Regions from separate parts of the Mus musculus genome. Here regions 1, 3, 4, 5, 6 and 7 are each linked to region 2. The links are chromatin contacts, called in public HiChIP or PLAC-seq maps. All regions are on one chromosome and are shown on one strand. The core of a region is the stretch at or near the end of the contact, and the rest is flanking DNA. Distances in the headings are between cores, read along the strand shown. Region 1 holds the start of Fam186a (family with sequence similarity 186, member A). Region 2 holds the start of Bcdin3d (BCDIN3 domain containing). Region 3 holds the start of Troap (trophinin associated protein). Region 4 holds the start of Prph (peripherin). Region 5 overlaps Lima1 (LIM domain and actin binding 1). Region 6 has its middle 15 kb from the start of Lima1. Region 7 overlaps Lima1 (LIM domain and actin binding 1).

What was found. HiChIP or PLAC-seq counts read pairs in DNA pulled down with a chosen protein or histone mark.
Region 1: an H3K27ac HiChIP or PLAC-seq map of embryonic stem cells shows a contact between it and region 2, with 7 times the contacts expected there. The contact joins the promoter of Fam186a here to the promoter of Bcdin3d in region 2. A contact is called at or near these places in 2 of 39 promoter capture datasets (embryonic stem cells and hippocampal neurons) and 7 of 115 datasets of contacts at active chromatin or transcription factors (embryonic forebrain, embryonic stem cells, extraembryonic endoderm stem cells and 2 more).
Region 3: a contact with region 2 is called in an H3K4me3 HiChIP or PLAC-seq map of stem cell-derived neural progenitor cells, with 4 times the contacts expected there. The contact joins the promoter of Troap here to the promoter of Bcdin3d in region 2. A contact is called at or near these places in 5 of 39 promoter capture datasets (embryonic stem cells, hippocampal neurons, liver and 2 more), 3 of 115 datasets of contacts at active chromatin or transcription factors (embryonic stem cells, extraembryonic endoderm stem cells and stem cell-derived neural progenitor cells) and 1 of 9 other capture datasets (pancreatic islet).
Region 4: a contact with region 2 is called in an H3K27ac HiChIP or PLAC-seq map of embryonic stem cells, with 6 times the contacts expected there. The contact joins the promoter of Prph here to the promoter of Bcdin3d in region 2. A contact is called at or near these places in 3 of 39 promoter capture datasets (hippocampal neurons, liver and stem cell-derived epiblast-like cells), 1 of 15 datasets of contacts at CTCF or cohesin (embryonic stem cells), 2 of 484 Hi-C or Micro-C datasets (embryonic stem cells and liver) and 4 of 115 datasets of contacts at active chromatin or transcription factors (T-cell acute lymphoblastic leukemia, embryonic stem cells and stem cell-derived neural progenitor cells).
Region 5: an H3K4me3 HiChIP or PLAC-seq map of bone marrow-derived macrophages shows a contact between it and region 2, with 5 times the contacts expected there. The contact joins the enhancer-like site here to the promoter of Bcdin3d in region 2. A contact is called at or near these places in 9 of 115 datasets of contacts at active chromatin or transcription factors (bone marrow-derived macrophages, embryonic basal ganglia, embryonic forebrain and 4 more) and 1 of 9 other capture datasets (embryonic stem cells).
Region 6: an H3K4me3 HiChIP or PLAC-seq map of embryonic stem cells shows a contact between it and region 2, with 5 times the contacts expected there. The contact joins the enhancer-like site here to the promoter of Bcdin3d in region 2. A contact is called at or near these places in 3 of 39 promoter capture datasets (the 3T3-L1 cell line, the SN4741 cell line and hippocampal neurons), 2 of 484 Hi-C or Micro-C datasets (cortical neurons and ventral hippocampal neurons), 8 of 115 datasets of contacts at active chromatin or transcription factors (T-cell acute lymphoblastic leukemia, embryonic midbrain, embryonic stem cells and 1 more) and 1 of 9 other capture datasets (embryonic stem cells).
Region 7: a contact with region 2 is called in an H3K27ac HiChIP or PLAC-seq map of embryonic stem cells, with 5 times the contacts expected there. The contact joins the enhancer-like site here to the promoter of Bcdin3d in region 2. A contact is called at or near these places in 2 of 39 promoter capture datasets (cranial neural crest and neural stem cells), 1 of 15 datasets of contacts at CTCF or cohesin (the NIH/3T3 cell line) and 6 of 115 datasets of contacts at active chromatin or transcription factors (bone marrow-derived macrophages, embryonic forebrain, embryonic stem cells and 1 more).

Annotation. Positions count from the first base shown.
Region 1 is chr15:99,930,296-99,932,995 of GRCm38.p6, reverse strand. Fam186a (family with sequence similarity 186, member A) reads left to right here and starts at 1,338. Exons shown (of 4, transcript NM_028180.3): 1 at 1,338-1,504. It overlaps Gm21917 (a long non-coding RNA gene), which reads right to left and starts at 1,616. Exons shown (of 4, transcript XR_003951483.1): 1 at 1,094-1,616; 2 at 9-181.
Region 2 is chr15:99,473,418-99,476,117 of GRCm38.p6, reverse strand. It overlaps Bcdin3d (BCDIN3 domain containing), which reads left to right and starts at 1,388. Exons shown (of 2, transcript NM_029236.2): 1 at 1,388-1,662. The coding sequence starts at 1,426.
Region 3 is chr15:99,073,523-99,076,222 of GRCm38.p6, reverse strand. Troap (trophinin associated protein) reads right to left here and starts at 1,250. Exons shown (of 14, transcript NM_030159.1): 1 at 1,131-1,250; 2 at 725-873; 3 at 426-615. The coding sequence starts at 868. It overlaps Gm34284 (predicted gene, 34284), which reads left to right and starts at 1,554. Exons shown (of 3, transcript NR_155351.1): 1 at 1,554-1,667.
Region 4 is chr15:99,053,905-99,056,604 of GRCm38.p6, reverse strand. Prph (peripherin) reads right to left here and starts at 1,431. Exons shown (of 8, transcript NM_013639.2): 1 at 842-1,431; 2 at 441-501; 3 at 169-264. The coding sequence starts at 1,398.
Region 5 is chr15:99,813,413-99,816,112 of GRCm38.p6, reverse strand. The region is part of intron 4 of Lima1 (LIM domain and actin binding 1); the gene reads left to right. Among named protein-coding and RNA genes, the nearest start is that of Gm17057, 3.2 kb to the left of the region's middle. Within about 2 kb of position 1,337, at least 21 of the 459 cell types and tissues checked have an H3K27ac peak or open chromatin away from gene starts, as enhancers often do. A contact at or near this core is called in bone marrow-derived macrophages, where this site is marked.
Region 6 is chr15:99,889,499-99,892,198 of GRCm38.p6, reverse strand. No RefSeq gene overlaps it. Among named protein-coding and RNA genes, the nearest start is that of Lima1, 15 kb to the right of the region's middle. Within about 2 kb of position 1,303, at least 127 of the 459 cell types and tissues checked have an H3K27ac peak or open chromatin away from gene starts, as enhancers often do. A contact at or near this core is called in embryonic stem cells, where this site is marked.
Region 7 is chr15:99,834,119-99,836,818 of GRCm38.p6, reverse strand. All of the region lies in intron 2 of Lima1 (LIM domain and actin binding 1), which reads left to right. Gm17057 (a long non-coding RNA gene) reads right to left here. Exons shown (of 2, transcript XR_384452.3): 2 at 798-2,640. Among named protein-coding and RNA genes, the nearest start is that of Gm17057, 18 kb to the right of the region's middle. Within about 2 kb of position 1,423, at least 66 of the 459 cell types and tissues checked have an H3K27ac peak or open chromatin away from gene starts, as enhancers often do. A contact at or near this core is called in bone marrow-derived macrophages and embryonic stem cells, where this site is marked.

The DNA.
Region 1 (2,700 bases), core at 89-2,588, 460 kb before region 2:
GAAAATACCTTCCCATCTTCTAGAGGCAAGAAGTTTATGAAGTCAAAGCATCTCAGGGTTCACTGTCTCTGGAGGCCCCGGGAGAGATTTGTTCCTCGACTGCCATTCTTTAGCCTGTAGACTTGTAACTTCAGTCTCTGCCTTCAGATGGCCAATGTGTCTTCTGTCTCCTCTTCTGACTCTGAGGAGAAACGGCAGTGAATTCATTACACACCTAAGTAGTCCAGGATGCTCTCAGTTTAAGAAGCTTAATTACAGTCCCCAAATAAGGTGACATCACAAAATCTGGTGGACCTGTCTTCAGTGGGCGCTGTTGGATCTACCTCATCAAGACATTTGCTTGATGACAATGCTCCCACAAGAGAGGCTTCAGACGAGATTAACTGTTTCCTTCCTAGTCAGCTGGCAGCCCCTCCAGTCACTGCTCTTTGGCTCTCTGTTCTGCTGCTGTGTTTTGAGACCTTGAACTCCAGCCAGTATTTCTGCCTCAGCTTCCCAAATGCTGGGATTCTGAGTATGAGCCACACAGAAAGTATGGCTCCTGACTGATTATGGCTTGTTACTCTTTTCCTCAGAACATTAAGAGGCCAGTTTTAAACCATGAGTTTACAAGGAGCTTAGAATTTATTTAAATTGCTTATACCACACCCTGCACAGAGATCCCAGTAAATTCTGGCACCAACCTCTGGAGTCCCTTTTGAGGAAGTGTCAGTACAATGGCCTTTTAAAAAGTTTCAGAGCTGGAGTAGAGTACTTCACCCTGAAATTGTGAGCACAAGCTACAGGATTTTGGTTTCCAAGTTTGTGAGCATTGGGTGCCTACAGAGGTAAGAAGGCGGCATCAGGGCACCTGGAGACATTACAGACAGTTGTGAGCCCTGGCCCTTGGCAACAACGGTGCTTGATTCTAGGCAAAGCGCTGCCTCTCCAGCCCTAAAGTCTATGGTCGTGATAACACCGAAGAGTAAGGCCTATAGGAGCAGCTTCAGCAATTAGGATGCCACACAAGATCTGTCTTCGAATATGGCCGATTTATCCACACAAACCGTCCCTATAATATCATGCTAATATAGAAGTTAAGCAGTCATCTCACCAAGCGGGAGTCAGTTGTTTGGGCAGAAATGCTGCTGCAGGGTTCCACTGGGGAATCTTTTCCCGTGAGGATGTCCACCGTGTCCTCCCGGAAGTCCTTCCGCTGAGGCAGGCTGGGAAGTTGGCACTGATGGAGGTCTGAGAGGTCTTTGGGAGCATAGCAGGCATTGCCAGGCGAGTTTGTGTGCGCCCAGCGATGGCGCCGTAAGTTCCAACGGTCACTGAGGCCACGCACAGTCTCAAGTCTCTTACTCATAGGTACCAACAGGGCTCTGACTAGGGAGCACTGCAGTGAGATCTTGGAGTCGGTTCCCAAAGTTCCAGCTCTTGTATCATTTCATTGGGCGGTAGATTTGCGCTCTCAGGACTCAGAGCTTGGAGCTGACACACTAGCGCAACAGCTTGCCTTGGGGTGAGTTCACTAGCTTGGCAACGCTGTCCAAGAGCTCGGCTCCTCTCTGCGATGGGGGTGGGGGTGGGATGGATCCTGCCTCTGAGGCATCAGGAGTCACATTATTTACAACTCACAAAATAGTTTTTAAGATATGTTCCTTACAAATACTTTTTTTTTTTTTTTAAGACTGGCTACCCTGGAGCTTGCTATGCAGACTAGGCTGTCCTCCAACTCCTGCCTCCCAAGGGCTGGATTTAAAGGCATTCATCACTATACCGGTCCAGTTCTAATATTAACTACAAGCTGGAGTTCTAGAAACATTCTATTATCTATATATCCTTTTTTTCTTTAATTAACTTTCTCTTTCTTTCTTTCTTTCTCTCTCTCTTTCTTTCTTTCTTTCGAGACAGTGTTTCTCTGTGTGGTCTTGACTGTCCTAGAACTCACTGTATATTGACAAGGCTGGCCTCAAATTTACAGAGATCCGCCTGCCACTGCCTTCCAAGTACTGGGATCAAAGATGTGCACCACCACTGCCCAGCTAATTAACATTAATTAATATAAGCAAACCTGTGCTACATAATGGGTTCCAGGTTGACCAAGGATTCATAAGATCTGTCTCAAAAAAAAAAAAAGAGAGAGATTAATTTCTAAGACTTTCTCCTTTATTTGAATAGAAAAGACTTCAGATTATTACCAGATTAAAGTAAAATATTTAGAATTCTCCATGACAATTGTATTTTAAGTATCATAGCTCTTTATAAAACAAATAAAACCCTCCAATTTTTGATTTAATAAATGTAGTCTTTATAGATGAAGTAAGCAAGATGGGGTATCAGGAATACAAGCCATCAAACAGGAAGACATGTACCAAGCTATCTATCTAACATGAAGAGCAGTGTCCCAGACATTTCAGAGGCAACTCAGGCTCTGAAGCAGTGATTCTCAGCCTGTGGGTTGAGATCCTTTTCTGGGGTCCAGTGACCTTTTCACAGGCGTCGCCTAAGACCACTGGGAAACAGATACTTACACACAGAGTGTCATAGAGTGACAAGGTTACGGTTCTGAAGTAGCGACAGACATGTTTTATGATTGGGGGTCAGCACAACACGAGGAACTGTATTAAAGGGGTGCGGCGTCAGGAAGGTGGAATGGAGGTGGTGAAGTATCAAGCCATCAAGAAGGGACAGGAAAGGGAGAAGGCTCCGTTCATG
Region 2 (2,700 bases), core at 139-2,638:
CTCTCCTTACCTCTAAACCGAACTTACTGCTTAGGCCATGTGGTGGTTTGAATAAAAATGGCCCCCATAGGCTCATATGTCTGAATAGTCACCAGAGGGTGGGACTCTTTGAAAGGATTAGGAGGTGTGGCCTTGTAGGAGGAAGTTTGTCACCTGAGGTGGGTTTTGAGGTTTCAGAAGCCCAGGCTAAGCCTGGACTCTCTTTTTGCCTATGGATCAGGGTCTAGCTCTCAGCTACTGCTTCCCACCATGATGATAATGGACTAAACCTCTGAAACTGTAGCAAGCCTCCAATTATTTTTTTAATGAGTTGCCATGGTTACCTGTCTCTCCACAGCAATAGAACAGAGACTAAGGGAGGCTGACTCCTCAGTCTCTCTCCTCACCAGCTTTCCCCACCCCAGACCACATTTAAAAAGCTTTTAAAGTATTACTATTTCCTAGCGTGTGTACACGTGTGTAGAGTCCAGAGGCGGATGGCAGGCATCTTCTTCGATCATTTCCCACCTTATCTTTTGAGACAGAATCTCTCAGTGGGCCTGGAGCACACACCAACGCAGCTAGGCTGGCTAGCCGGCAAACTTCAGAGATCTGCTAGTCTGGGATTACAGGCATACACCATTACACCCTGCTTTTTATGTGGGTGTTTGGGATCCGAACTCAGGTCCACGAGCTTACCCAGCAAGCATTTCCTGATTGAACCATTTTTACAGAGTTCGGCCCACTTTTGGTCTTAAGTTTATCTCAACACATCTCTTTCAATTTAACTCTGTTCTCCCATTTTCTTTCTTCCCCCAAACAGATACGGCTTAGTCACTTGCATCTTGTACAGTTTTCATTCAACAAGTATTTACTGAACAACCGTGCGCCAGGATTTATGATAAATATAGGAGGTTCACAGCTGAAAAGTATCAATGTAGCAACTCCATCCTCTGGAATGAAGTCTATAGTTACTATGTCTGTCGGTCCCCTTGTGGCACCTTAAGTGTTCTAGAGCTTCCAGCTACGTTTTCTAAACCAGGCTCAAGTTCCTGTGTCAGTGCATTGTTGTGTGACCCCGTCACAGGCCCCACACACACACATACTCCCCAGACAAGGAATCCCCCTTCCTTACAGCTCACTTTGTGTATCTGAAAAGAAAGAAACTTGGACCAACTTCACTTTCAAGACCCCCACAAACTCCTTGCTTTGGTCAGTGGCCCAAGGTTCAACTCAAGTTGGGCAAGTCCGTTAAGTAAGAGGGGACGATCACGGCCTCCAATAGGATACCGAAAGCCCCGACTAGGCACTGGGGTCTTCTCACCTACCTAAACTCACCTTCTTTCAGACCTCTACCCTAGGCGCATGCGCGCTGGCGCTGCGCTCGCCCCCTCCCTCCGCGGGCTCCAGACTTCCGGTTCCGCCCCAACCGAGGGACAGAGCGTGATGGCCGCAGACGGGACATTGTCAAGAGGGGGCGTTGGAGAGGCTGTGGAGGAAGAGCATCCGGGGGCTCTGGAACCCGGGGCCGCCCCGTTCGGAAATTTCCCTCATTATTCCCGCTTCCACCCTCCCGAGCAAAGGCTCCGCCTTCTGCCCCCGGAGCTTCTTCGGCAGCTCTTCCCTCCCGAGGGTCCCGAGAAGAGGCCGATCCTAGGGCTCGACGTGGGGTGTAACTCCGGGGTGAGTGACGCGGCAGGGATCGGAGCGCCGGGAGCCCAGCGATGGTCAGCCTCCGCGTCCTCCGTGGTGCTGGCCTGGGCGTGGCATCAAAACTCAAAGCCCAGAGTGGGCTTTTAAAGTATAGCCTTGACAGACACGTGCACGTCCCAGCCCTCCCTTTGGGGCCCCACGGCCGAGTGAGGAATTTTGAGCAATCCACAACTCATTCCAAAAATTCCCGCCAGACCGCTGGGGAGGAGGACCGTCTGATCTGGACTTCCGGCGTTTGCCTCCTCTCTTGCTTTGCTGGTCTTCTTGGCTGGGGAACGGGGATCCCCTTCCCTTCCCCCCCCCAAAAAATCTGGGAATCCTGATTCCTAAAAGATAAGAGCCAGGGTGACGTAATCACGGCTGAAACTTAAGGCTGTAGATATACAGTGCAAGACAGACCTGGAGCCAGATCCTTATTTACTTGTGCTAACAGAGTACAACGGTGAACAGTAGAGAGGGATCAAGAAAGAAAATAGATCATCCGGCCAGAGGAGGAAGCCTTAACCACCTTTCCCACCGCAGAGTGTTTTCAGACATGTAATGATTAGAGTCAAACCGCAGCAAAAATAAGGAAATAACAGTCTCGCCTATTTGTAGCTAGTTAGTGGATGTCCCAGTGAAGCGGGCAGTTTTATCCAACATTACAAATGGTTAGGACCCTCCGCCATTCGCTCCACATTCCATCACCAGAGTCCAGGGATAGACCTTTTGCCCACGTGTAATTCTAGCTCTCAGAAGACAAGCATTCCCACAAGTCTGAAGCTAGCCTAGGCTACTAAGACCATGTTTCCAAAAACGACAAAAAAGAGACATTGGTGGGTGGTGAAGACCTTTGAGGGTCTCAGTTGAGGAGAGCTTTTGGTTATAGACTACAGTAACCAGCTGGGTGTGTGTCCCTGTAAACGTGTCACCGTGGTATAGGAAACCAGCAGAAAAACAGAAAAGAAAAACATTTTTAAAAAAAAGATTTTAAAATTGTAAACAGTATATACAGAGCCACAGTAGAAA
Region 3 (2,700 bases), core at 1-2,500, 400 kb after region 2:
AAATCTTTAATATATATATATATTTATTGTTGAAAAGGAAGAATTAAAGCTGAAGTATGGACAGATTATAAAGACTCAGCATAACAATGAGCAAATGACTGTGACTGTCTTGCCCAGGGTTGCTAAAAAGGCCCAGAAGATGTCTTTTTTTTTTTAGATACAATATAATTGTTTAGGCCTGGAGTTCAATAGGTAAAAGGTGTCCAATTCACAGAGACCACTTGCCTCTGCCTCCTAAAGTGCTGGGATTAGAGGCATGAACCACCATGCCAGGCAAAAGATGGCATTTTGCTGAAAGTGATGGTTTCTCAGAGCAAAGAGGTTTCTGGACAAAACCCAGGTCTCTTGCAGTATGCAAGACCTCCACTTTGGGTCTCCCATTCTCACTCAGCCAAGTAGGCTGCCCCCAGGTCTGGAACAGGTACCTGTCTGGGGATGGGTCACAAGCCCCACATTTGATCCCCCAGAGCTAGGCTTGAGTTCCTCCAGAGGGTTCCGCAGGGTCTTCAAGCTTGGTGATTTTTCAGTCTGGTGCAAGGTTTTCGATCTGAGGCCTGCCGTGTCAGTGAGTGGACGTTGACGTTGAGTACTGCGCGGTGGTTTCTGTGCTGGTGTCTAGGGGGAAGGGGGAAAAAGCTGGGATTCAGTGCGGGGGTGGGGTGGGGATGGGGGGTGGGGGTGCATTGCTGACTCGAGGTGCCTCCTTGTGTCCAGCCCCTCCTACCCTCGGATCTTGGTTCTCCTGGTCCAGAGAGCGCGACTTGACTGAGGAAAAATCTTGGCATCTTTGGGAGAGTACTGGAATCTTGCTAGGGTTGGGAGATACACCTCGGAGATGGGGATCCTTATTGGTTTGGAGGGTAGTCATGGCGGCTATAATGGAGATGAGAGAAGAAGGTAGACAGGACTGAGGACCAAAGCAAATCACTTCTCAAAGCATGGGTGCTGATATCCCTGATTCTTTCCCCTTGGTCCCAATCCATGTGCCTAGAAGCCCGCACCGGCAGCAAGGCCGCTCTCCTGGCAACTCTTCCAGAAACCCTAAGTCTGCTATCTCGCCCCGGAGCTCCAAACTGCTCTCCTCCCTAGGAACCTCGGCAGGACTCCCCTCTAAGATCCTCGTGCCGCACCATTCCAGGAGGCCCTCCGGGTCACCTCTACTTCCTCGGGTTTTTCGCCGATTTCTTGGGTTTCTGCTTCTGCTTCTGCTTGCGGCTGCTGCTGCTTCCCCGGTTTGTAAAATACGCCAAGCTCCTGATTGGCTGGTACCCGGTGACTCGGAGGGTCGTGACGTCACACGGAGCCACCCAATCCGCAGGCTCCGAAGGCGGGGCCAGAGAAGGACTAGTCGCCGAAACGTTTTCTTGATGGGAGAACAACTGACCAGCTCTCTCGGCCAATCCGAGGACGGAGCGCGAGTGGCAGGATGGGGGCGGAAAGCCAGGGAGGATGCTGTTCTGAAGCCCGGGAAGGCCAGTCTGGACTGCAACGGGCATTACCGTACTCTCGCGAGAGCTGGAGCCAACCGAGGGCTGGCCCCTCATGAAGACCGCGGAATTGTGGGAAAGATTGGCCATCGAGACCACTGTTGACCACACTCTGAACGTAGTGCACGGCCGGGTTTTGGGAACCATGGGCACTTCTTGCAGGAGATAGGAGCCTAATGGGTGAGAGGGCTGGAGGTACCTGAACTGTTGGAGCCCAACGAGAACGAGGAGCCAAGAAATCCTGTGTCCACTCGGACCTCACACCCTGGTGGGATGTGGTCAGGCCCAGGGTGGCTGGAGCTCTGTTAATCAGAATTGAAGGGCTCCTCCTGGGTGGGGAGATCTCTGCATCTTCAGGTTTCCTTCCACCGGTCTGGATGAGAGGGCTCACCTGCTCCTTACTGGCAGGCAACTGTGAGGCTGCCAGATGATGGAGATGGGGGTGGGCAATGTCTCACCCCACCCCACCTGAGAGTGGCCTCAAACTCGCAGCTTCCTGCTTCAGGAAGCTCGGATTGCACACTCCCTGCATAGTTTAAAGGGTGCTGACCAGCAAGCCAGGAACATAGGCGTGCTTCCGGATCTCCCCTTCCATATGCCACTTCTTTTCACACCTACGGATTTTATACCTTTGAGCATCTATTCAGCTGTTTAGCCAGATGAAACAGAGCACACAGAGACAGTCAGCTTGGTTTTATTTTATTTTTTTAAAAGATTTATTTATTATTATTCATTAGTACACTGTAGCTGTCTTCAGATGCACCAGAAGAGGGCGTCAGATCTCATTACGGATGGTTGTGAGCCACCATGTGGTTGCTGGGATTTGAACTCAGGACGTTTGGAAGAGCAGTCAGTGCTCTTAACCGCTGAGCCATCTCGCCAGCCCTCAGCTTGGTTTTAAAAGCGATTGTCTTCCAAATAATTTCCTTGCCCAACCCCTTGAGTCGTTTTATTTTAAATATATATGCTTTTAGTTAAACAATTTATTTTTATTATATGTAAGTACACTGTAGCTGTCTTCAGACACTCCAGAAGAGGGAGTCAGATCTCATTAAGGATGGTTGTGAGCCACCATGTGGTTGCTGGGATTTGAACTCAGGACCTTCGGAAGAGCAGTCGGTGCTCTTAACCTCTGAGCCATCTCTGCAGTCCCCCAACATTTTTTTTAAAAAGATTTATTTATTTTAAGTATGTGAGTACACTGTCACTGTCT
Region 4 (2,700 bases), core at 182-2,681, 420 kb after region 2:
CCAGTTGTCAGGTTCAGGGTGTAGTTACCCCTATCGCCAACAGGTGGCGCATGGGTGGGAGTCAAAAACACCTGTAAAGGGTGGGGTTGTCATCACAACGCATCCCTGTTGTCTGCGCAGCTTCAGCGAGGTCTCTCCCAAGCCTTCCCAGACACCCCGACCACCCACCTCTTCGTGTAGCTTCTTGAGGAACTCAATTTCATCCATCAGAGACTCAATCTTGCGCTCCAGTTCTAGGCGGGACAGAGTGGCGTCGTCCACGTCCTTCGCGAACGGGAATAGGGGATCAATAGGAGGGCTCCTCAGGCCAGGGAAGGGCCAGGTCTTCCCTGTCTGTCTCGGAAGCACGGAGTGGCCTCCCTTAACCCACCGATGCCACCCTGGAGACGCAGCTGGGGGTGCAGCTGGGGTGTTGGGACTCGACGTGACCCCTCACTCACCTTACGGAAGAGCACCAGGTTGTGCTCCGCATCCTCCCGCTTGCGGGTTTCTTCTTCTAACCTGACAGGCAGAGTGGGAAGATGCTGAACTGCGGGGTGACCTCCCAGACCTCGTGCCACATCCAGCACCCCGCCCCCATCTGCTTATGCAGCTGTCCTGGATCTAAAAGGAGGGATTCAGTCTGCCCGTCTAACGGACTAGGAACAGAGAAGGGAGTCCCCTTAATGTCTGGTCACTTCCGCTAGGCTCTCGGAGCAAAGTGCAGGGAGGGGGCTGGCTTGGATGCTGCAGGCTCGCCCTGGGGTTGGCCAGCCCGGCCACGCCCTAGGGCTGTTGGATCTGGAGGGGAAGGCAGGGGGAGCGAAGGGAGCGTCTGGCAGGCCCGGTCCTGCCCTCTGACCTCTGCTTGAGCGCCGCTAGGTCCTCCGCCAGCCCGTCCCGCTCCACCTGCACCCGGTCGCGCTCCCGGCCCAGCAGCTCCAGTTCGCGCCGCAGCTCGCGCAGCTCCTGCTGGCAAAGCTGGTCGGCGCGCGCCGGCTCCTGGCCCCGCGCCTGGCTCAGCTCCCCGCGCAGGGCTGCGTTCTGCTGCTCCAAGAAGCGCACCTTCTCGATGAAGTTGGCGAAGCGGTCGTTGAGCTCCTGTAACTCTTGCTTCTCGTTGCTCCGAGTGGCCAGGAACTCTTGGTTGAGGGCCTCGGCCATGGAGAAATCGAGGCGCTCCGAGGGCAAGCGCAGTGCCCCCGCTCGAGGGGCACGGAAGCTGCCCAGCCGCGCCGAGGAGCTCGGGGACCCCGAGCCCAGCAGGCGGCTGCTGGAGAAGCGAGAGCTGGACGAGTAGGAGAAAGCCCCGGGGGACAGTGAGGGCGGCGGCCCAAAGGTCCGGCGGTACGAGGTGGAGCTGATGCTGGACCGCAGGCCCGACGAGTGATGATGGCTCATGCTGGCGGAAGATGGCATTCAGCGCTTGGCAGAACTAGGCCGGGTGGCAAGGAGCTGCAGACCGATGCGGGGCGGCTTTATAGCCCTGCGGTCTCCGGGGAGGGGGGGTGGGGGGCCACGACAGCTCCTCCCACTGGCCTGACTTCAGCCTTGGGCTGTGTGGGGAGGGGGATGCCCCACCCTGCAGAGAGAGGACACCACCCCTTCCCTCTCCTGGTTGCTGGCACCCTGCCTGCTTGATTCCCCCTTGTTGCTGGCTGAGATCCGGGATGTGATGGAGGTGGGCTAAGGTCTACCTTAGAGCATGCATCCAACGCTGGAGCCTAGAATGGGAGGACATGGCTTGACCTGGGGTGCCCTCTCAGAAGAGGGGGTAAAAATTAGGGAATATGAGGACCTGAGGAAAAGGGCAAGTTTTGAGCAATGAGAAGTGGGGTAGGTGGAGGGAGAGCTAACCTGGCCTAAGCCAGGGAATTCGTGCCTCCTCCTGTCTCCTGAAACTGGGGTTCTCCTTTCACCTGTTGTCAACTGCCCCCCATCATTGGCCACAACCGAGGGCTGAGGCAGAGGGAGCTGGGGAAGAGCTTATCTCTGCCTACTCCCCAGGGCACGGTAAAGGGCTGGTGATTGGCGCCAGCTCTGCAGCTAATGGACTGACCAGCTCTCCCACCCCCACCCCCGCCCTTGGACCAGCAGAAGTTGCATGGTGATGTTTCCATCTTAAAGACACAGCCCCCAAACTCGGACGTAACACCCACCCCAACAAGAGTGGGCACCTCACAGGGTGCTGAGGATGTCGGGGTTCCAAGGGTCTGTGCCATGAAAGGGCCTGTGAGGTGCCCACTCTTGTTGGGGCTGAGTGGGCCTGTGGTACACTTTCAGCCTTTACTGGATTGGTGCCCCCTCCACACCATCTGCTGGGCAGTCACGGGCCTTACGGGAACCAGAGGAATTCCTGAAGTAGGAAGGGGAGGGGGGTGGGGGATAGCAGCTGCCAGGGCTGAAAGACATATAGACTAGTAGGCACCAGTCTCCAGTGCAGAGGAGATGCAGGTACCCAGACATGGTGCAGATAAAGGGAGATGAGATGGGAGAGATACCCAGCCACTACAGCCTGTTAGAGAGAGAAGTCCTCCGACAGGTCCACAGATAACTTGCCCAATACTCACTGAGCCAGCTTTGTAGAGGCTACAAATATGCATGTGTGCACAGACATGACAGGAATACACAGCTACACCCCTTAACAGCGCCCCCACACCCCAGTTAGCAGAAAGGCTGGTGTCTGACCTTTGTGTGACACACTACTTCCAGAATGCAGCA
Region 5 (2,700 bases), core at 88-2,587, 340 kb before region 2:
CAGGTTTTGGTTTGGTTTGGTTTGTGGCAGGGTCACTTGTAGCCCAGGCTGGTCATAAGCTCCTTATCTTCCTGTCTCTTCCCAAGCTCTGGGAAGATTGGTGTATATTACCACCCCTGCATTCATACTCCTATTAACCTAACTTTTAATTGGTTTAGTATGTCACCTCTAGTTTATATAGTTTGAAAGTTTGACTGTTGTACCTGACTCCTCACTGTAGCTGAACGTGTCTTATAAAAGACACATCCATATAAATTAAAGTTTGTGATTAATGGTTTCGTGTGATCCTTCAGTCCTTTGCGAGATAAGGAAGGATCTAGATGTAAAGTTGCCTCTTGAGGAATCCTGGTATTTTTCAGTTTCTTTCCCTGAATGGCTGTTGTTGATGTATCAGCCACAGGTCAGACATCTCTTCTGATCTGATTTACGCCAACTCCCTGCTTCCTGCTTCCAACCAGTGGCACCTGCCACACACACATCATAAGCTCTCTGTTTTCCCATTCCACTGAATTTCTGTTTCTTTCCGTTTGTTTATTTTAGGGGGTTTGAGACAGGACTTCTCTATGTAGCCCTGGCTGTCCAGGAACTCTTTCTGTAGGCCAGGCTGGCCTTGAACTTACAGAGACCCTCCTGCCTCTGCCTCCTGAGTGCTGGGATTACAGGCATGCACCACCACTGCCCAGTGTATATGGTTTTTTTTTTTTTTTTTTTGGGGGGGGGTGTTGGTTTTTCGAGACAGGGTTTCTCTGTATAGCCCTGGCTGTCCTGGAGCTCATTTTGTAGACTAGGCTGGCCTCGAACTCAGAAATCCGCCTGCCTCTGGCTCCCGAGTGCTGGGATTACAGGCGTGCGCCACCACGCCCAGCCCGTATCTGGGTTTTAAAGCTGGGCTTTAATCAATGCTCACCTCCCTTAATTTGTTTTACTTTGTCACTGTTTAGTCTTTGTCACATAGTTCAAGAATGCATCTTCCGAGCTCATGGGCTTCCCCTTTTATGGGGACGTGTTTCATTATGCTGTGTCATCACTTCCCAATAATTAGATTCTCTTCTAGCTCTGAGCATCTTGGCAGAAGAGTCTTGTCTTGAGTAATTTCTTTGGGCTGTATTCTGCGATGTATACCATATTTAGAAGAAACACTCTTCTGGGCGTTTTTTTTCTTATGTACGCTCAGCTACTTCAAAACCAGCGCCGCCCGAGCGCGTCATCCCGACAGCTTCGCTGGTTGTTGGGTTTGTGGGATTCTTAACTAGTCTTATATTTTATGCGTGTGCCACACGGGTGCCTGGTGTCCGTGGAGGTCAGAAGGCGGCGTCGGAATCCCTGGAGCTGGAGCTGTGGCTGAGCGTGAGTCACCGTGTGGCTGTCACCGTGTGGCTGCTGGCAACGGAACCTGGGTCCTCTGCAAGAGCAGGGAGGACTCAGACAGCTGTGCTGTTTCTCCTGGCCCAGATTGTAAACTACTGAATTAGCTTACTAGATACAAAGTATCCCTCCCTCCCTCCCTTCCTCCCTCCCTCCCTTCCTCCCTTCCTCCCTCCCTCCCTTCCTCCCTCCCTCCCTCTCTCCCTCCCTCCCTCCCTCCCTTCCTCCTTCCCTCTCTCCTCTTCTTCCTCCTCCTCCTCCCCCTCCTCCTCCTTTTCCGCTTATTGTAAGGCTAATACAATTTTTATCAAACACTTGAAAATACAGAAAGCGTAGACAAACATCTTGTATCTGGAGAAAAGCACTTCTCTGCCTTTATCAGGATTTCTATTGCTGTGATAAAACACAAAACACCAGAACCAAAAAAAAAAAAAAAAAACTGGGAGGAAAGAGTTTATTCCACCTACACTTCCAGGTAACTGTCCATCACTGAGGGGAGTCAGGGCAGGCACCTGCGGGCAGGAGCTGATGCAGAGGCCATGGAGGGGTGCTGCTTACTGGCTTGCTCAACCTGCTTTCTTATAGAGCCCAGGGATGGCTCCCCTCACAGCGAGCTGCCCCTGTGCCCCCCCCAATCAGTCAGTCATCACCATCCCATGTGTGTTTCTTATATAAACAAACCATTTTGTCTAGAAAAATTTTTTATCACTTAATGCATTGAGATATTAAGAGATGAACACCTCACCATTTCCATCTGTAGGTCAGCAAAATCCGATTTCCCCTAAACCCTGCTCTTCTTCCCTCCATCCTTGGTTTTTAGGAAATATGGGAGTCTGAAGGAAGGTCCAGGTGAGAAGGTAGAAGGAGTTGAAGGAGTGAAGGAGTACAGGACTCTTCATAATGTGCTGAGTCAGCTTCTCTGTGGGGCAGAGACAGGATCTCACATAGCCCAGGCTGTTCTCAGAAGCTGCCCTCGAACTCTTGATCCTCCGGTCTCTACCTCCCAGAAGCTGGGATTATGGGCACGCACCACAACACCTGGCTTGCGAATCAACTTTGCCAGGTGTAACCTCCCATGACTCACACGTTTAAGGCAGGTGTGTCTCACTGATTTTAAGGCTAGCCTGGTCTACAATGCAAGGCAGGTGTGTCTCACTGAGTTTAAGGCTAGCCTGGTCTACAATGCAAATCCCAGGACAGCCAGGGCTACATAGTGAGATTCTCTCTTGAAAAAAAAAAAGTGAAGTATGGTGGTTACATACCTTTAATTCTGACCCATGGGAGGCAGAAGCAGGTGGATTTCTGAGTTCAAGGCCAGCCTGGTCTACAGAGTGA
Region 6 (2,700 bases), core at 54-2,553, 420 kb before region 2:
AAACTCAGGGCTGGAGAGGTGGCTCAGTGGTTAAGAGGGCTGGCTGCTCTTCCAGAGGACCTAGGTTCAATTCCCAGCACCCACATGGCGGCTCACCACTGTCTGTAACTCCAGCTCTATGAGTTCTAACATCTTCACACAGATATACATGGAGGAAAGACATCAATGCACATAAAATCAAAGTAAATATATATTTTTAAAAAAATCTAAGACTCAGATTTTTTCTAATAAATATGTATATTTTATTTGTGAGTTTTGTGTTTGCTGTTACAGGCCTGTACCACCCTGCCTAATATAGATATGCATGATACTATAATAGAACACATAAAAACTTGCACTGATAGCTATACAGGCTCAGACTACAAATGATCAAAGAAGCAGAAAGCCAGGATGGTTAGCACACACCTTTGACCCCAGCACTTGGGAGGAGGCAGAGAGGCAAGTGGATCAATATAAGTCTGAGGCCAGCGTGGTCTACATAGCAAGTTCCAGGGCTACAGAGGAAGACCCTATGTTAAAGATATATAGGTATATAGATAGACAGATATAGATGATATAGACAGACAGGTGGTCTATATAAAATATATATACAGATAGACAGACAGGTGGTAGACAGACAGACAGACAGCTTTTGAGCCAGGTGGTAGTACATGCCTGCAGTCCCAGAACATCTGTTATTCTTGTATTTGAGAAGCTCAGGCAGGTGGATGTTAAGTTCCAGTGTAGACTACATAGTGAAAGGGTGGAGGGCGGGGGGGGGGGGGGGGCGGCTCTGAGCATGGGTGTGTGTGTGGCTGTGACCCCAGCACTTGAGAGGTGGGAGCCCCAGGAATATTGCATATTCAAGGCTGTCTCAAAATCAAAATGGGGGGGGGGGGAACCAACTCACGTTCATTGCCTTCCTTGAAAACTAGATCTGAGGCTGACTCTGGAGTTTTTACTGAGAGCTCACAGGAAGCCCGACGACCTTCACTGTTTGTCAGTAGAAGAGCAGGGTGGTGCAGAGTCTAAAGTATGACCCCGGCTAGTCACATGGAGACCGTTTTGTTTTGGTCTATGTTTTGAAAGTAAAAAAAGGACAGTTTTTCTGCATGATTCCAAAAGTACATTTGGACGTCTGAACACCTGCTGACTGTTGTTTGCTAACAGGGGTGTGACCCGCCTCCCAGTAAGCTGTCTGTGCATTTTGGTATTTCCTCCTGCCTTTTAGAATTAACAGCTGCTTCACGGTTAACTGGGAAAGAGCAGGTGTGTTGGAGATCGGAAGAGGAACCAGCAGTGGCCAACCTAAGCAGCACTGCTGTCCTTTGCACCGGAAAAGACCGACGGGAGGAGAAGAGGAGGGACAGACTCTGGTGATTTAAGGTGACAGACAGACAACAAGAATAACTGTCTTTGACTTTAAAAGCTGTGGTACGAAAGGACATAATTAAATTACACAAGGACAAAGAGGGATAGAGAAAGACGAAGAGGTGTTCTCAGGTCAGCTTGCCACTACAGCCACGCACTGTTCTCCCAGCGTTCCCTAGAGAGTCTTCCCCACCTGGTGACATTTGAGGTATTAAGCATGTGAGATGAGATTGGGCACCTTAAGCATGTGACCCTTAAGGGGCTGGCCGTGCTCCCTTCCTGCTGAACTAGTTTCTTATCCCAGAGGCGGATCCTGGAGCTCAGGTGTTCTCCAGTTTCCCAGTGCTCTGCGGGCTTCTATCGCTCTCTCTGAAAAGGACGAGGAAAAGCTAACAGATCAGATTCTGCTGTGGGGTGCACTGTTTGCCTCCTGGAAATCCAGCGTGGGAGAAAAGGAAGGAGTCTGAATTTACTGACGATGGAGCCCAGGGTCCGTCCTTTCAATATAACTGCAAAGAAGCAGCTGACTGAAACCAAGAAACTGGTCTCATGAGTACACGGTCAATATGTCAAAAAGGGTTGGGCATGGTGGTGCACGCCTTTAATCCCAGCTCTTAGGAGGCAGAGACAGGAGGATTGCTGTGAGTTCTTGGTCAGCCTGGTCTATACAGTAAGTTCCAGACCAGCTGGGACTATATAGTGAGACTCTGCCTCAAAAATAAATAAGATGGAGCTAGAGAGATGGCTCAGAGGTTAAGAGCACTGGCTGCTCTTCCAGAGGTCCTAAGTTCAATTCCCAGCAACCACATGGTGGGTCACAGCCTTCTATAATGAGATCTGATGCCCTCTTCTGCGGTGTCTGAAGACAGCTACAGTGTACTTACATAATACTAAATAAATAAATCTTAAAAATAAGTAAATCAATAAGATGGGGGGGGTGAAAAATGGGAATCAGGGGTGAATCTGAGAAAAACAAAACACCATTATGTACAGGCATGGAATGTCAGATACTAAGTTTTAAAGTATTCTAAAAAGAAGTAAAAAGGAACCGCAAACAAACTCTTGACTGCAAAGCCCGAGCTCACTCTCCCAGCCTGAGGGTGTACGCCTGGGTGTGGGCCCCCTCCCCTTCCTAATGCATCAGCTCCCTCATGTGATACCATTCCCACCACAGAACAGTGACTCCAGCCTCAAACAATTTACTATTCAGCTTTTTCAGAAGCCGACAGAATCCCAATAGCTTGTCATCTGCTGAAGTACTTGGGGGAGTGTTTAAAATCCCGACGGAAAGCTGGGGGTGGGGGCAAGAGGAATGTGTTAGTTCTCATTAATTTGAATAAATAATGAATA
Region 7 (2,700 bases), core at 174-2,673, 360 kb before region 2:
GGGAGCAGAAAATAAAGGCATGGAAATGTGACAGCCAGCCAGGCTGGAGAGGCAGCTCCGAGGCTGAGAGTACAGATTGCTTTTTATAAGACCAGACTTTGGTTCACAGCAGCCTATCAGGTGACACACAGACACCCCTGACTCTAGCACAGAGGACAGCAGGCTCCTTCTAGCCTCTCCAGGCACGCGAGCACGCACACAGTATTATCAATATTAATTGTAAATACAGAAGTGGGGCCAGCCATAAAAATGAAGGGCTGGAGAGATGGCTCAGCGGTTAAGAGCATTAACTGCTCTTCCAAGGGTCATGAGTTCAGATCCCAACAACCATCCATAATGAGATCTGACACCCTCTTCTGGTGTGTCTGAAGGCAGCTACAGTGTACTTATATATAAAATAAGTAAATAAATCTAAGAAAAGGGGCTGGAGAGATGGCTCAGCGGTTAAGAACACTGGCTGCTCTTCCAAAGGTCCTGAGTTCAAATCCCAACAACCACATGGTGGCTCACAGCCATCTGTAATGAGATCTGACGCCCTTTTCTGGTGTGTCTGAAGACAGCTACAGTGTATTTACATATAATAAATAAATAAATCTTTTTTAGAAAATCTTAAAAAAAAAATGAAGGGCTCAGCCTGGATTTCTTTCCTAGGTTTCATATTAAATGGAAACATGCTGCTAATATTACTTTAATACTCACTACATATTCCCAAAGATGGCTATAGGACTATGTTTTTGTTTGTTTGTTTGTGTGACTAAAGAGTTACTTTAAAATAAATAAATAATTAGAGCAGAGCATAGTGTGCACACTTTTAATTTCAACACTTGGGAGGCAGAGGCAGGAGGCGCTCTGTGAGTCTGAGGCCAGCCTGGACTACAGATCGAGTTCCAGGGCAGCCAGAGCTACACAGAGAAACCCTCTCTGGGGCAAGAAAGGGGATTCATCTTATAGTTATGCGTACAGAAGAGTTGTTCCTGGCAACAGAGCCTAAGTCTCAGGCTCTTTATATCTCCACACTTAGCTCTTTATAAATTTATACACTTTTAGATCTCTGCTTTGTAAACCATCGCCCCTGGCATAAGAAAGGTCCTATTAACGGCAGCTTGAAGAGCTTTGGGTTCCCTTCCCTGTGGTTTCAGCATCATATGATTCTTCTCTTGATAAAGGTTAACTGGCAGAGTTTGGTTTCCTGTTTGAATCAATATTTTTGAAGTTAAAGGGAATCTGGCCCTGTTATTTTTGAGTCGTCTTCCCTGAGGTCCTCGGAAGAGCCTCCACTGCCAGTTCTGGAGAGATGGAAGGGCTGAGCCCAGACCCTGCCCTGATGGCGGTTTTGTTTTAGGTTCTGAGTAGATTAGCACTGAGAAGAGCACCCAGCAGCTGACAGAGTTTGAAACCACACCTGCCTAACCTTTGTCCCACTCTGGCCTATAAGGAATTTGTGATTAAAGGTCGGTCACGAGGTTAGTCACATGCTGAGGAACTGGTCAGTCCGGCCCACCGATCCCTCAGCCCCCACCAGTTGTGTCCTCTTCCCCATATCATGGCTCTGGCTGAGCCAGCACCCTTTTACCACTGAATCCCCGTGCTAAAGAGGGTACGGAATTAGGGGTGTGGGGGGGGAGGGGGGCTTATTTAATAACAGCAATGAAAGAGGCTCTCAGACCTTCCTTGATGGCTTCCTCTTTTGCTTCTCTTTGACATTTTTGTGGTGAAATTGTTCTAGAAATAATAAAATAAACCTAACCTTGGGAGTTCCCGTGTTTTCTTCTTTAGGCCCAGAGTTCCTCTCTCTATCCGAAAGCACACAAGCAAGGGTCATCGCTCAGGAACTCTGTTTTCTGGCCTTAGAAATATTTCAGACACTGTGATTATCCTCCAGATAATTTTAGTGTCCTCTGTCAGCTGCCTGCCTCACAGCTGTGGGGAGTGAACAGTTGCAAGATTAGATTCCATATGTGAGGGAGAGGGGATGGGATGGTCATCTGTGGTCCCAGATGACTACCAGAACTCTGGGAAGGGAGTGGCATGAGATTTTAATTATAGAACTCTTTTTTTTTTTTGAGAGCAGGTTTTAATGTGTAGCCCAGGCTGGCCTTGGACACAGATTCTCCTGAGTACCAGAAATTGCATACAGTGCCACCACCCCACACTGGGTCTTGCTTAGAGAATGCCATTGCAAGTGGGTTTTTTTGTTTTTTGTTTTCCCCCTCAACTTGAGTCTTCAAAGTGCCCTTCCCACTTTTCCAAACAAAGTCCGAGGCCTGAATTCTGGCGCTACACTTGAGAGATGGTAAGAAAGTCCAGTGAGGAGCACGTGCCCAGCGCAGGTATGGCCATAGGTTTAATCCTGCACGCTGCAGGAAGGTTGGGTCTCTTGAGCTTCACAGCCTCTGTGGTAGCCTGTGCTACCACACAGAAGAAGGGTCAGTGAAGCCCAGAAGGTGGAGTCTAGCTTGAACCACACAGAGAAACGCCATCTTAAGGAGGAAGAGATGGATCAGTGGTTAAGGACACCAGCTGCTCTTCTAGCAGACACAGGTTCAGTTCCCAACATCCTCTTGGCAGCTGACAACCATCTGTAACTCCAGTCCAAGGGGATCTGATGCCCTCTTCTGGCCTCCTCGGACACCAGGCACCCTAAATGCCAGACAGCATTTAAAAGACAAAAGCAAGCATGATAAGTGCACACTCAGCACT